2 separate regions of the Rattus norvegicus genome follow, and region 2 is linked to region 1. The links are chromatin contacts, called in public Hi-C maps. All regions are on one chromosome and are shown on one strand. Each heading gives the region's core, a stretch centred on a gene start, on an enhancer-like site or on the middle of the called end of the contact. The rest is flanking DNA. Distances are from core to core; before and after follow the strand shown.

Region 1 (7,889 bases), core at 3,097-5,596:
GGGAGGAAATGCACAAAGAAAATTAACTGTATTTCCACTATCCTGAAATGGCAATTCTTGGCATTTTGCCGTATATGTTTTTCAAATGTTTTTAAGTTGAATGTATAATTTCTGATACTTATGATTAAGTATTTGCAACTGAAAATGAGTCTCGTTAACCACTTTAGGTGTATGGAGAGGAACAATACCGACATTCACATAGTGCAGGCACTATGACCTGAATGCTTTTCATTTTACAAGACTAGAACTTGAGTCATTATAAATAACATAACTTCCAAGACGCCTTCCTGAAAGCCCAGCCCTCTGGAGGCAGAGGCAGAGAGAACCAAGGGCTGGAAGCCAGTCTGCACCACAGCAAGTTCTAGGTCAGCCTGAACTAATGGCAAGACCAGGTCTGATCTATTTTCTGCTGGGTTATATTCTAGGCCATCATCAGTGACCATTAGTTCCCCTGGGCTTTTCAATGGCTGACAGAAATGGTCACTGTCATCTGTGCTGAACTCTACAATGTTTGTCCTGTCTGGCTCAGACTGCTGATAGTTCATGTAAGGGACCAACGGTAGAGCACTTGATATAACCTCTGCTCTGAACCCCAACACACACACACACACACACACACACACACACACACAGATACACACACATACACACACACTCACACACACACACAGACACATACTCACACACACACTCACACACACATACACACACTCACACACACTCACACACACTCATACACAGACACACACTCACACACACACTAACACACACACAGACACACACAGACACATAAGACACAGACAGACAGACACACACACGCAGACACACACAGATAGACAGACACAGATATATACAGACACACACAACACATACACACAGACAAGCATATGGACACACAGGTAGACAGACACACACAGATATACACAGACACACACACAGATATACACAGACACACACACATACAGACACACACTGACACATACATACAGACAGACAGATACACACACACAGACAGAAACAGATATATACAGACAGACAGACAGACAGACAGACAGACACACACACACACACACACACACACACTCCTTGCAGTCTGGAGACCTGTACCTCGAAAGTTCTCTCCTCCCATCTCTTCACATACACACAGAGTCTGTGCCTTCAGGTGTCCCTCTGACTGACTACACCCCTCCACTCTCTCATCTCTGAAGTGTTTCCAATTGTAGGACATTTGTAACTGCGCATTAATCCTCTGTTGTTAGGAGAGACAACCTTTAAATGAGGTCTCTGGTGACCTTTCCATTGCCGCCGGGTCTCACAGAACATCTGCAAACAAGTCTTAGGTTCTTTTGCCTGGCTATGGGATGCAGACAATTATCCTGTTTTCAAGCATAAGGTTTTGGGTGAGACATGGCTAAGTCTGTCTGAGCTGGAAGTTAAGAACTGAGGTAAACTGATGAAGGGAGGTAAACTCTGAAGGCCCATCCCTCACCACCTCTCCCCCAAGCCCCACCCCTGTCAAGTAACCTGTCTTGGTCCACTCGCCCTCCGAGGAATAAATGGGCCATCAGTAAATGGCCCCGAGACGGAGATACCTGTGCGGGTCAGGTTTTAAATAGATTTCCTCCTCAGGATGTGGTCTGCATGCAGAAAGGAAATAGGACAATAGCAAACAGAACATGGAAGCAAGTGATTAACCTGGAAAGGGCTGTACAGCACAGACGTCCGCCTTGCCTTTGCAACTAGATCGTTTTTGGTGATGATGGTGGGTGATCACAGCTGATAAACTGTTCGGTCTAGAGGTTTTCCACTTTACATGGCTTCTGACTACATGGATTCCAGGCCATCAGACCCACCGCTTTACATTTATACAAGAACTAGAGCCAAGTAGATGGGAATCGGACATCTTTAGAAAGGAAACTAACTCAGAGGGTGTTGGAAAACGTTGGCTGGATGATCCAGTTCTCGGCAGCGTAAGCTATTCGCAGGAACTTCTCCACACAAAGCTCTGACCTGGAGTATCTTCACCAACAAGTGCATCGTTTCCTGTTTCCCTGGGCATTTCCTGCTGGATTTTCACACACTGTACAAGGGGGTGTGACGGTGGCTTTCTTTATTCCTGTAGCTGGACAAACCAGGGTTCAGCAAAATCAAGTTCGTTTGCTTTCTTCCCCCGCCCCCCACCCTCCTTGCCCGACTCAAGGTTACTAGAAAAACAGGATTAGAATCCAGAATCAGGGTTGGCTGCCTCTCTCCCAGCGTCTCGCTCCAACCTTTAGGTAAAGCCTAGTCTCAGGGCACTTTTCATTTGCTGACTCGTTGAAACAATGCAATTCTGAGTCAGGTAAACATGCTTCAGCCGAATGAAAGCCAAGTGTCTACTATGTTTCTTTTCGGGATAATTTTGTTTACAGTGATTGCTTTGCTGCATTCCACAGGATACATTGTGTTCTCGACGGGGCAAGAAGTCTGTATTTAAATGTCACTATCTGGTGACTTGGTGTCTGTTCTTTGCATCCGATGACATCTGGCAGTACCCAGAGGTCCTGATGACACAATGCACAGCATTGCCCCTGTCTTTCCTTTAGCTGGGGCTTAGTAGAATCTTAGATTTTGGAGGGACTTCATGGGCTCATTCAGTTGCAGCTCAGTAACACGATACAGTACCCAGCGCAGTAACACGATAATCTCTTCCATAGTAATCTGGGCAGTAACTGTCGCTCCTTGTTCCCAACATCTCTACAACAAGGCACTCACAACTGAACAAGGCAGTTAAATCCACTTTCTTCTTTTGGAGACAGGCACTCAATATATAGCTCTGACTGGTCTAGAACTTAAGTATGGAGATGAAAGGCGTGGGCCATCGCTCCTAGTTTGATTCCATTTTGAATACTGAGTTCCTGCATAGTTCTTCATGCTGCCACAATGAACTAAGATTTGGTCTCCCTGTAACTTTTGTTCTTTTGGCCCCGACCTGTTGCCGGACATGTGAGATTGAAGTCAAATAATTTGAGTTGGCTGTAAGGTTTAACCCTTTGCTGTGATGAGTCTGTACGGTTTCATTTTGCCTCCTGACTGGGCATTTGGTAAGGATTTTTTTGTTCCCTTGGTTGTTCCTCTTTTGTAGCTTGTATGAGTGTCAGTCTTCGATTTGCCAGAGAAAAGGAAAGAGTCTATGTAATCGCGGTACCCCCTGAGAGAGATAGTTTAAAGCTTCTGAGATTGGCTGAGATGGCTCTGTAGGGAAAGGTACCTGACATCCCTCCATCCCAAAGGTAGAAGAAAAATCATCCTGAAAGTTTTCCTCTGTCTTCCACAAGTCAACACACACACCCAGATAAATAAATCAAGTTAAAAAATGTTCAACAAGGGGCTGGGGATTTAGCTCAGTGGTAGAGCGCTTACCTAGGAAGCGCAAGGCCCTGGGTTCGGTCCCCAGCTCCGAAAAAAAGAACCAAAAAAAAAAAAAATGTTCAACAAAAACCTTGAGATAGGCCCTTGTTATGTAAATTCAGACTCTTGATTCTCCTGCCTCAGTCTCCCCAGTGCCGAGATATCATAGACCGGAAACCGGAAGCTCCAGCTCTGGCTAGAGGGAGCTTTCGATTCAGACAGATCCAAACTCAGACATTCCAGTCGTAGCCTGCTCTTACTTCCAGTGGGACAAAAATAATTATGGGATCATTTTTTCAGGGAAAAAAAAAAAAGCCTAAAGAATGCTTTACTTCAATGGGTGATTGGAATAAAGGATTATTACCAAGTGATGATGGGAAGCCCCCAAAGATACAATCCTGAATATTGAAATCCTCGCTGATCATCCTTGAAGCCTGAACTCCAGGATCATCGTCCCCAGAGATTCAAATCCTGAGTGCTGAAATCCTAAAACCTCAATCAAGACCCCCAACCCGGAATTCCCACATTGCTGGGAAACTGCTACATAAAAAAGGGCGGTAAGTCCAGCCTCCGGAAGGGGGCAGGGCAGTTGGGGAGGGGGTGGGGAGGGATTAGCTGCATGGTACCGCAGGGGTGAAACTTCAGTGTGTTTATTATCTGCATTGACACCCCTTCAAGTTCTTGATGCACTTACACTGCACTTGTGTGAAGAAGCCAGAAAAGTTAACTGGTCCCACAATTACGGAGGTGAGGAGCGACAGGATGTTCACCTGCTGCCGTTTAGTCCGCAGCCATTTTCTGTCAAACGCGTGGCCAGTACGTGAATACCCGCAGAACGGACTTTTGTATATTCAAAATAATGCGCGCTGCGACGTGGGAGACGGAGAAAGTGGGAGGGAATGCTACGTCAGCGAACATCAAATCACGGATAAAAAGTAAAGCTAGCAGGCTGGGGCTGGAGGCGTGGCTCAGCGGTAGAGCCCTGGCCGCTCTTGCAGAGGACTGGATATTTGGTTCCCAGCGCCCTTGTGGTGGGTCGCAGTCATCTGTTCTCCAGTCCCAGGGGAATACGATGACTGCTTTCGGCCTCGGAGGCACATTGGTGCGTGTACACACACACAAAAATAAGTAAGTGTGGGGGGAAAACCACTGTGTACTATCTAAAAGGTGACTGAAGATTTTTTTCCTCCTGAGAACCCCCCCCCAAAAAAAAAGAAAGTAAAAAAGCAAAAAAGCAGATATTCGCTGATTCAAGACTTATATAAAATTTAATGATAGTTGCCCACTGCTATGGACTTACTTGTAGGCGATTGCCTACAACCCACCCGCAAAACACACTTTATTTTTGGTTGTGAGTCTGACCTTTAATGGCTGAGCCAGCTCTCCAGCCCATACACTTTTAATATGTTAATATGCGTAAGCTTTACTTCTTGTTTTACTCTCTTCCCACACAGTGTTAAACCTTCAACTTTACTTTCTACACCTCACCATGTTATATATTTCCTCCCCAGGTCTTCTCAGATATTAGATGCTTTTATTAAAAAAAAGATTTTATTTGTTTTATGTGAGTACTCTGTCGCTGTCTTCAGACACACCAGAAGAGGGCATCAGATCCCATTACAGATGCTTGTGAGCCACCATGTGGTTGCTGGGAATTGAACTCAGGACCTCTGAAGGAACAGTCAGTGCGCTTAACTGCTGAGTCATCTCTCTAGTTCGATGCTTTTTTTTTTTTTTTCCTGTTGTTTACTTTTTTTTGGTGGTGGGGGGAATGGGATTCCGGGGTGAATTAGACATGGTCTTTCTATGTCATCTTGGCTGTCCTGGAATTCACTGTGTAAACCAGGCTGGCCTTAAGCCCACAGAGATGTACTTGCCTCTGCTGGGATTAAAGATACTCATCAGCATGTCTATCCTCTAGATGCATTTTTGGCAAAACCAGTTCTGTGAAGAAACATTGTTATAGTTGATTTGATGTGATAAAGATCTTAAAATCTCAGTAGGGACATGGTGGCTCATGACTTTAGTCCCCAACACTCCAGAGGTAGAGGCTGACGGATCTCTGAGTTCCAGGCCAGCCTGCTCTTCAGGGCAAGTTTCAGGACAGGTAGAGCTAACAGAGAAACTGTGCCTCAAAAATAAAACAAACAAACAAACAAACAAACAATCAAATGTCAAATTTTCTTTGAGACAAAGAGATTGTCTTTTGTATATCTCCATTTGGGAAAGATAACGTTTCTTAAGATCTTGGCTCTTTGAGTAACTGCATAAACAATGTGTTCCTGATACGACCCATTGTGTGTGTGTGTGTGCGCGTGCGTGCTTTCTTGTAGTGCTGGGATTGAACTGAACACTGCCATGTGTTAGGCATGTGCTCTACCCAATACTGAGCGATATCCATGCTCCCCAGTGAGTTTTATTTATCTTACAAAACATGCAAATCGCTCACCAACCACAGTTATAAAGATGAATGCACGAAACTATTAACCAAGAGATATATATGTCCATTGTGCATTTTTTGTTTGTTTTATGAGATGGAGGTCTCACTGTGTAGCACTGGCTGGCCTGGAGATTCCCAAGTAGGACCAGGCTGGCCTTGAACTCATAAAGATCTACCTGCTTTAACTTCCCAAGTGCTGGGATTAAAGGCCTGTGCCACCACTTCCACTCTTGCATTTTTTTTTAATTTATTTTATGTGTCTGACTATTTTGCCTGTATGTATGTCTCTGTGGGGGTGACATCGGTGACATCTGTGAAGTTAGAAGAGGGTGTCAGATCACTGGGACTGGTGTTATACACACTTGGGAGCTGCCATGTGGTTGCTAGGAATTGAAGCTGGATCCTCTGAAGAGCAGCCAGTGCTCCTAACCATTGAGAAACCTCCCCAGCTCCCCGACCCCCATGTTGATAGTCCAGACTGGACTTGAACATGTCATGGAACCGAGGAAGACCCTGAGCTTCAGCTCTTCTAAACTCTGCATGTCTTGTAACTTTGCATTTTGAACAATGTATGAATACAGCTCATCTGCTCACAACCATTATAATCATGGAATTCTCTGTAGTAAGCTTGTGTGTTATTGTGCATGCTCCCCCTGCCACGTGTGTGTGTGTGTGTGTGTGTGTGTGTGTGTGTTTCATATATGAAGTGGCCTATAAAGGCCCATTTCATGATTTATGGTCCTGGCTCCTCCATGTGCTTGGTCATGCCTGCTGTGTTGAACTAAGTCACGTGATATTAAATTTCCTAACAGGATATAAAGAGTCAGATTTTTCATTTGGGGAGTTTTCTCAGGTAGGTGACCTGAAGGCTGTTCCCTAAAGACATTTCTCTGCCCCCCACCTTCCATCCCTCTCCTGGGGTTTGGAACAGCTGCTCTTGCCTGGCCTCTCTCCCTCGTTCCTCTTTACAGGAAAAAGCCTGTCTGTCCTTCAAGGCCACATCCTGCTTAGACCTTCATGATTGTATTCTTTCTGCCTAATACCCCCCACTCTACTCCCAGGCCTGGTCATAGCCTGGAAGCCATTCCATTCAAATAAACTTCACTAAAGAAAAAAAAAAAATAAAAAAGAAGTGGCCTATAAAATAGTCTATTGTATTTTTACATTTCTCAAATAAATCTCCTCTTAAAATGTAACTAAGTCTTTTAAAATAAATTTGAATCTTCCCCAGAAGTGTAATTTTAGAATTTTAATCTTTTTGTTATCTTAGACTTAAGGATATTGAACTTTCATGATTTCAACATTCTGGATTATGATATTTAGGATCATGTCTTTTGGCTTTATGGCCCAAATATGAGTAGAGATAATTCTAAATAATTCAGATACGGAGAACACCTAGGGTTGAGACAGAATACTCGAGGAAGAAAAAAAATCGGCCACCTTGTGTTTTATGACTGACAGGAGTTGCTGCGGCGAGGTGTCGCTATACAGTCCCTGGCATTCCCAAATTATTCATGGAGAAGTGTCTTTCTGAAGGTACTGGGGGAAGTGCCCGTTAATCTGGTGAAACAAAAGAGCCAGGAGGCAGAAGAGCCGTGGGTGTTGCAAGAGCTGGGCACTGAAGAAGAAGTTGAGCTGGCGTAGAACATACCAGAACCAGAAAGCAGAGCCCTTTCTTTCTTCGGCAATGTCTCCCCAGTGCCCTCTACCGTCAGAGTTCATAACTGCTGCAGAGGAGAAATATTTAAAGGCCGGGCTAAATTTTCTGCTGAGCAAGCGATCAAGGGTGAATTTGTAACGGAGACATCAACCACCCCCAGCCCTATGCATTCCTCTTCCCTCTGCTGGCTTCGCACTCGCCTTTAAACTTGGAAGGTCCACGCTCCAGCGCACACGCCCTTTACACCGCGAAGGTTTAAGCTCCAGGCCTGGAAACTTTTCTTCCAGAAACCCTAGGAAGAAGCCTTGTGCCCTCCCAATATGGAACCAGATTGTTTCAGATAACATTTCCTTGACTCTGACATGCCAAACTCATGTCATGTGTTTGTTTCTGAGACAA
Region 2 (7,889 bases), core at 3,454-5,953, 46 kb before region 1:
AAAGGGAAAATATCAAAATATGGACAGTAATTGTTTGAATTACAGGTTATAGTAAGGCATTTTTTTATGCATTTGCCTGTGTTTTTCTTTTTCTCTTTTGGTGTGTGTGTGTAGGGAGGGTGTGGTGGGAAATAATTAAAAAGGAATTTCCATCCCATGCTACTGGGGGCTACTGTCTGGCCCCAGCGGTCTCATTCGGCAGCCTCTCTGGCCCAGAGCTCTCGAAATGTCTCTGCCCCACTTGACCGGCCCTGCCATGCCAGGCCCATGCAATGACTGCCCACCTAGCGGTTAGCTGTCACAAATCCCTGTACCCCAGAAAAATCAAAACTCTAGAGACTTGTATTTTTTATCAGTCAAATTTATATCAGTAAATTCTCACCCCACGAAACATCTACACAATAAACTCAGAGCCAATCGATACTGATATAAACTGCCTACCTGGATAAGACAAATCGTCTTGTAATTATCCATCCCTTATATTCATAGCTACCTGTGGCTATTTAAGGCCACACAGATCTGGGCAGTCCTTCTCTTCCTCCATCTCTAGGCTCCTTACCCTCTGTCCCATCTCTAATATTCTCAGCCCGCCTTTCTTCTTCACTGCCCAATCACAGGCCTTGCCTTATCTTGTGCCCGCCCTTGCCTGCTTACAGACAGCAATCTACAGGGGGTAGGGTAGGGAGGGAGTTGAGACAGGCTCTTACATAGCCCATGCAGGCCTCTAATTCAGTAGACAGCTGAGCATGGTCTTGAACTCCTGTTTCCCTGTTTCTACAGCACAAGGGCTGCAACTAGAAATGAGAACCACCACAGCTTCCTTAATGAGCAAATCCATTCTGCTGGGCTTTATATATGAACAACAACAACAACAACAACAGCAGCAGCAGCAGCAACAGCAGCAGCAACAGCAACAACAACAGCAGCAGCAACAACAACAACAGCAGCAACAACAACAGCAGCAGCAACAACAGCAACAACAGCAACAGCATGTAAAAGAAAACGGAGCTGGGGGGGGGATGGCTCAGTGGTCGAGAGCACTTGCTGCCTTTCTACTGGATGTGTTCTGTTTGCTGCACCCACGTTGAATGGCTGACTACATGTACCTCCAGCTCCCCGGGGTTTGATGCTCTCTTCTGGCCTCTGTGGGAAGCCCTCCATGCATACGACATATAATCATATAATCATGAAAAAGAAATAGATCTGTAGAGGGAGTAGGCATTGTCAAGATGGCTCAGTGTTTAAAGACCCTGGTTACTAAGCCTTAAAAACCTGAACTCTATCCATGCCATCCACATGGTGGAAGGGAGACACAGACACAGACAGGAACATACACAGAGAGATGGGGAACCCAATATCAGAACTTAAAAAAAAAAATAATGCTAGTATACTGATCTGAAAACTATGAGAAAATTAATTCCTATTGACATTAAAAACAAAACAAAACAACAACAACAACAAAAACCTAAAGCAGGACTGGAGAGATGGCTCAGTGGTTAAGAGCACTGGCTGCTCTTCCAGAGGTCCTGAGTTCAAGTCCTAGCACCCACAGGGTGGCTCACAACCATCTGTAATGGGATCTGATGCCCTCTTCTGTCAAGCAGGCATCTGTGCAAATATTATGTGCACTCGGATGCATAAAATGCTTAAATAAAAAATGTATTTTAAAAAATACAAATACAGGATGGAGCTTTTGTGACAAGTTAGCCTGATTCTTGACGTGAGGAATGACGATCTCTTAACAAAGGCTGTGGAAGAATCTGAGATGGAGCAATATTTGGAACAACAACAAGACATTAATCAACCAAAGAGCAAGAAGATTGGGCTAAAGGCTGGGGAAAAGTGCCATTCTGTTTCGTACACAACGCAGGTCAATTACAGTCACAACCATACCAATTTGGCTTAAAGCCAACTTCGTAAAAAGTGCTTCTGTGGTCATTAACGATTTTCTTGTACAGGCAATGAGCTTTCTGTTGTGATTATACTCCAAATGAGAGTGTACTTAGTGTTCAAAGACAGATTTTGACATCAGAGAATTTGACTAAGAACATAGTTTCATATATTCACAGTTGCTCTTTTCCCCCTTCTTTTTCTTTGTTTTATACAGGTAGCCCACCCAGGTTCACAAACTCACTGAAGGGAAGGATGACTTTGAATTCTTTTTCAATGTTTTTAATTACAAAGTTTTTAACTATGTGTATGTTTGGGTAGCAGGGGTTGGATCTCTTCTGTAGTTGGTCTTTGCTACTTTGTGGACTCTTCTTTCCCCACCCTTTATCACCACCCCCCTCACACACACACACTTTCTCCTCCTAACACTATAGAAGAGAATGAAGGATAGAGGAGGGAGAAAGAGAGAAAGAGAGAGAGGGAGGGAGAGAGGGAGAAGGAGAGATCCCTGAATCTAATTTCTCTCCTTTTGTTTCTTCTTTGACCTCGGCTAACAAACTACAACCAACCTCCTTAAATGATCAACTCTTGAGGTTTGGTCTTTTGCTGTGTATTGTAATGCTAAATACTGGCCCCCAAATCTGGCTGCCTTCAGGAACAAGGAGATCCTCACATAACCAAGTGATACTATGTAACCTTGATCCTTAATTTAAAAGTATTGGTTGAATAAAGATGCCTACAGCCTGCGGCTGGGCAGAGGTAGGCGGAGTTTCTGTTGAGGTCTGAGGCACAGGCCATGAGGAGGAGACAGAGCCTGTGGAGGAGAAGCCTCCATGGGGAAAGGGGTTATGAAAACTGGCTGTGAGGGTTGTCCAGTCCTAGAAAGAGTGGCCTCGGTGGAACGTGGCAAGTATTATCTTGGGGTTATTGACAGAGAAGTAGACACTAGTAGCATAGAGGGTAGACACCTGCCCAGCTGTAGTGCTTTAAAGGCTTAACCCAAATGTAGAAGTTCTGTGTCTTTTATCTGGGGACTGAATGAGCTAAGGTGAGGTAGAAACCCTTGACTGAGGTTAAATATTTTCTACAACAACAGACTATCACCCCCTGCCTCTCTGGGACCTAACATTTATATACCCCCTGAAAGGTTCCCAGAATTCCAAAGGTCACACAATCACAGAAACTATCTGCAGCCGGAAAAAAAACCATGCCTTGCTAGAGCACAAGGAAAATCATAGTCAGCTGCTCTGGACAGTACTAATCAGTCTCACATCCTTAAGTCTGGAATGTAAACAAAAGTAAATTTGTGTGATATTTCCATGCTTTTTAAAGACTCTAAAATTCTAGAGTTCACAAAAGGTCACCACACTCCTCCTTGGAGCTGGAGTGACAGGTGGTTGTGAACCATGTGATGTGGATGCTGGGAGCTGACCTAGCTAGGGTCCTCTAAAAAAGTGACAAGTGCTCTTTTTTCGTTTTTTAAATTGAAAATGGTTTTTCATACAATATATTCTGGTCCTGGTTTTCTCTCCCCTACTTCCTTGGAGATCATCCTCACTTCCCCACTCAACTAAGTCTACATCCTCTCTTTCTCTCCCTCATTAGAGTACAAACAATTGTTCTTAACAACTGAGCCATCTCTCCCGGTATCCTTTGAATTCTTTATCTTTTTGCTCCTAACTCTCAAATGCTGGTATTATATGTGCGTGCCACTATACCTAGAATATTCAATTAATAATAGTTGGTAAGAACATATCATTTGCAGTATAGTATAATTTTTATTGTATTTTAAACTATTGTATTTAAATATTTAAATTAGCACATATTAATTATATATAATAACGGCTTTCATTATGGCATGTACATTATGTATTTCAACATGTTTGCCTCCTGTTGCCTTCTTTTGTCTCCTGCTCTTCTGAGCTTCCATTTTGTCTTCTGAGCTCCTTCACCCCATCCTGTATTTACTCCTTGACCCATCTCTCCAGCCTTATACTGGAATTCTAAATTCTCCACTGGCAAAAGGCTTTGGCTCGATTCCTAGCGGAGAGGCTACTTTTCTTTCTCAGGTTCACAACTTTATCTTTTGTCTTGTTTCAAACTCACTGTGTAGTGTAGGCTGGCTTTGAACACTCGACACTTCTTGTCACAGCCTGCTTAGGGCTGGTGTTACACAAGTAACAAAACAAATGAGTCTGCCCTCTTGGGCTTTTAGAGCGTGGTGAGAGACAACCAATGGCAAATGATAATACTGTTACCAATTACTTTTTTAAAAAGAAAAGACAAAAGGAAAGAAAGTAAATTCTGCCCCCTCCCCCCTTTTCCCTCCCTCTCTATCCATTATCAAGTGGTTGATAATGGAGGCATAACCTGTTGCATCTCGCAAGCATCTTTGTTTTTCTCTTGGAGGTAGAGTGGCTAGTCAGTTGCACTCATTGAGGTCCACGCTGGGAGGTCTCTGGGAATGTGTGTGGGTGAATAGTGGGCATTCAGGTACAGCATGCTTCCTGCGGTGCAGTTACAAGCTAAGAGTCAACAGCGCCCTTGTAGAGGACCAAAGGAAGACGGGGGTCTCTGGGTGGCGGGATGTAACGTCAGTCGCTTCTTCTTTGAAAAGGAGGCACCCATCCCTTTTGGCGTTCCGGAGTCCAGTGAGGGCAGACGCTGGAGAGGACAGCCAAATCACCAGTGTGCGGGACCACAGCGACATCTGGCTCCGGTCTGAGTGGCGTCCTTCCTCTGCTGAGTTGCTGAGCTCTGCCGGGGGCGTGGCCGCTTGCCGGGGGCGTGGCCTCAGGGTCGGAGGGCACGTAAGAAGGTGTCATGGCGACCTCCATGCTGGGATCAGTCCCCGGTCCAAGGCCGTTCGGTTTGGCTGGTCTGTTCCGTCGCCGACCGCCTCGGGATCCGTGGGAACGTGTGCGGCGCCTGCCGAGGCTCTCGGCAGTCCGGCGCAGCGTGGCTGCAGCCAGCGGGCCGGGCATCCCGGATTCCCACCTCTATTGCCTGGAGCTGCTGAGGTGAGCGGCCGCGCCCGGGGGACTTTCCATCCCCGAGAGCCCAGAGCCCGTGGAACGAGGAGTGCTGAACCTGGAGCCTGGGGCTGCCTCCTCGCGGCCCGGCCCTGCGTTCTGCTGGGCCCCGTGCTGGTGCTTGGAGGAGGCCGCACGTGGCCATGAAATCCTGGCAGGATTTCTTCTTCAACTCAACACATCACTCTGCCTGAAGCCCAATTTTAAGGGACCCTTTGCATGGATAGCACTTTTTATTCGTGGACAGCTAGTGACTTTAACACCGTTAACTGACTTTGGGCTCTGTATGCTGTACTATATAAAGTGACTCACGGGGGCTGCGGATTTTTAGGTCGGTTGGTAAGGTGCTTGCCTAGCGTGCTTTGGATAAACACATCTCTCAGAACTTGGCACGCTCGCCTTTGACTCATCCTGTTAGGAGGTACGGGCTGGAGGCTCAAGTTTGACTACAAAGCAACCTCAAAGCTAAAAATTTGTTTACAAAAATAAAGTCCAAATCAACTTATTTAACGCTCCTTAAAAGTTGTAATTCCCGTAAGGGATTTTTAAGAAAGAGCATTTAGTTCTTTTTTTTTTTTTTTTTGGAGCTGGGGACCGAACCCAGGGCCTTGCGCAAGAAAGAGCATTTAGGAGCTGGAGAGATGGGTTAACGGTTAAGAGCGCAGGCCTCAGGGGAGGGGGAGGGGTTAGGGGGGATGTGGGCCCGGAAACCGGGAAAGGGAATAACACTCGAAATGTAAATAAGAAATACTCAAGTTAAAAATAATAATAATAATAATAATAATAATAATAATAATAATAATAATAATAATAATAAAGAAAAGAGCGCAGGCCGCTCTAGAGGACCCAGGTTTGATTCCTAGCACCCACAGGAGATCTAATGCTCTCTTCTGGCCTTCTTGGGCACTAGATAGGCACATGGTGCATAGGCATATGTGTAGGCAAAACACTCATACACATACAAACAAATACAATTTTTAAAATGAAGTTTAATAGTTTTAAGGAAATTTTCCTGAGATTTATAAGAACAGCCTCGTATGTTTTGTTCACCTGGTATCAGGAAAGACATCTGGGAGTTCCTCCATGGACATGTGGGGGTGTGGGGATGGGTTGGGCGGTCTTGGAATTGAGCCCTGTGAATAATCAATGGCTTATTTTCCTCCACCCACACTACCCCTGCATTTTGCCCTTCCTTGCTAACAGCAGTTATCCAGTATGGTTTTTGTTCGTTTGTTTTGAGACAGGGTTTTTCTGTAGCTTTGGTTGACCCTGTAGACCAGGCTGTCCTGAAACCCAAGCTCTGCTGCTCTCTGTCCCAAGTGCCACGTCTGTTTTGTCTTGTTGTTTTTATTATGTGTTGTGTTTACTTCACGTGTATGAGTAGTTTTGCCTGAATGTACTGTGTACATGCCTAGAGCCACAGATCAGATTCCCTGGAACTGTTGGGAGCCAGTGTGATGTTGGGAATCAAACAGGGGCCCTCTGGAAGAACGGCTAGTGCTCCTAAGCGGTCAGCCATCTCTCCGGCCTCTGTATCTGGTTTTAAAATGCTTGTTTTCAAGGACTTCTGAGCATTACTAAAATAACTAAATCACCTTGGATTTAATTGGGGAAGTGAATCTGAGAAATGCAATTGCATCCGTGTTCGCCCAGTGTTTTGGGTTCCTCCCACTCTGAGCAAGGACTGAGTTTACAACTCTGGCTGTCACCCTGCCATGTTTTGTTACCGTTTTCTTTCTGGTCAGAGCCTGGTGATGCTAGACAAGCTCTGTCCCACTGAGCTATATGATAGCCATTCTATTCCTAGAAAGCTTCTCAAGTGCTCGAGAGCTGCCCTTGAGATCCTGAAATTGTGGACTTGCAATCTCTTGCTGTAGCCTCCTGGGTAAACACTGTACCCATTTTTTGGATACGCAGACTTTTGCCAGACTTGGTTCTGGTGTTCTTTTGACAATAATCTTTCCAGTCTTTGGTTTATGTTCAAGCCGTTAGCTTGTTTTATATTTTCTGTGGCCCCAGCTTGGAATGTTATTCTTTCAAAAATACATGGAGGTCCTAGGAACCAATGCCCATATTTAGGTAATTGGTATTATTTGTTGATGCTGGGGGAATGGGGTCTATTTGTGCTTCTAGACTCTTTTAGCAAATGCAGAAATGCATACACACATTGTTTCTGTTTGTTTGAGATAGGGTTTTTTGTGTGTAACAGTGCTAGCTGTCCTAAAACTCACTCTGTAGTCTACCTCTGCCTCCTGAGTGCTGGGATTAAAGGCATGCGCCACCATCCTGCTGGTTTATACATCTTATTTCTGCGTCTTTCTATGTATCTGTAATAAAAATGTACTTAAACTATTTTTCTTTATACCTACCTGCCCCCCACAACCTTTCTTCATTGTTATTTTGAGACAGTTTCATGTAGCCTGGCTAGCCTCGAGCTCCTGATACTCCTACTTTCACTTCTGAAATGCTATGTGTATGTATGTATGGATGTATGTATGTTTGTATGTGTGTATATATATCATATATCAGCATATCCAGCTTTGCTTTTTTCCTTTATAGCTCATTTCAATTTTTACTAAAAGCAAAATGTTCTGAAGCAATTACAAGTGCTTTGTAAATAAAAACAAAATAAAGATTTCCCTCTTAACATGTTTGTGATGAGAAGCAGATTTTTTTTTAATAGAGAAATAGTTATGTGAGAACTGAGGCCTACTGTGATCCATAGCTTCACTGTTTGTAGTTTTTTTTGTCAGTATTTTGTGTGCAGCTCGGAAAGTGAAGATTAACTACCTTCTTTTCTCTGTTTCTGTTTGTTGTAGGAAACGGGATTATGAAAGCTACTTGTGTTCCTTACTGTTCCCTGCAGAGTGTCAAAGGTCTGCTTCTGCACTGCGGGCCTTCAATGTGGAACTGGCTCAGGCTGGTATTAAAATACCTTAAAATATTATGACAAGATGGTTGTAGGGT

The links. A called contact is a pair of places that touch in the nucleus more often than the background predicts.
Region 2: a contact with region 1 is called in a Hi-C map of mammary epithelial cells, with 3 times the contacts expected there. The contact joins the promoter of Ndufaf6 here to the enhancer-like site in region 1. A contact is called at or near these places in 9 of 12 Hi-C or Micro-C datasets (the A7r5 cell line, the Rat2 cell line, Schwann cells and 5 more).

What each region holds. Positions count from the first base shown.
Region 1 is chr5:28,919,233-28,927,121 of GRCr8, reverse strand. LOC108350932 (a long non-coding RNA gene) reads right to left here. Exons shown (of 5, transcript XR_010066493.1): 4 at 4,085-7,557. Among named protein-coding and RNA genes, the nearest start is that of Plekhf2, 19 kb to the right of the region's middle. Within about 2 kb of position 4,346, at least 12 of the 93 cell types and tissues checked have an H3K27ac peak or open chromatin away from gene starts, as enhancers often do. A contact at or near this core is called in liver, where this site is marked.
Region 2 is chr5:28,966,044-28,973,932 of GRCr8, reverse strand. Ndufaf6 (NADH:ubiquinone oxidoreductase complex assembly factor 6) reads left to right here and starts at 4,703. Exons shown (of 9, transcript NM_001276441.1): 1 at 4,703-4,910; 2 at 7,742-7,841. The coding sequence starts at 4,714.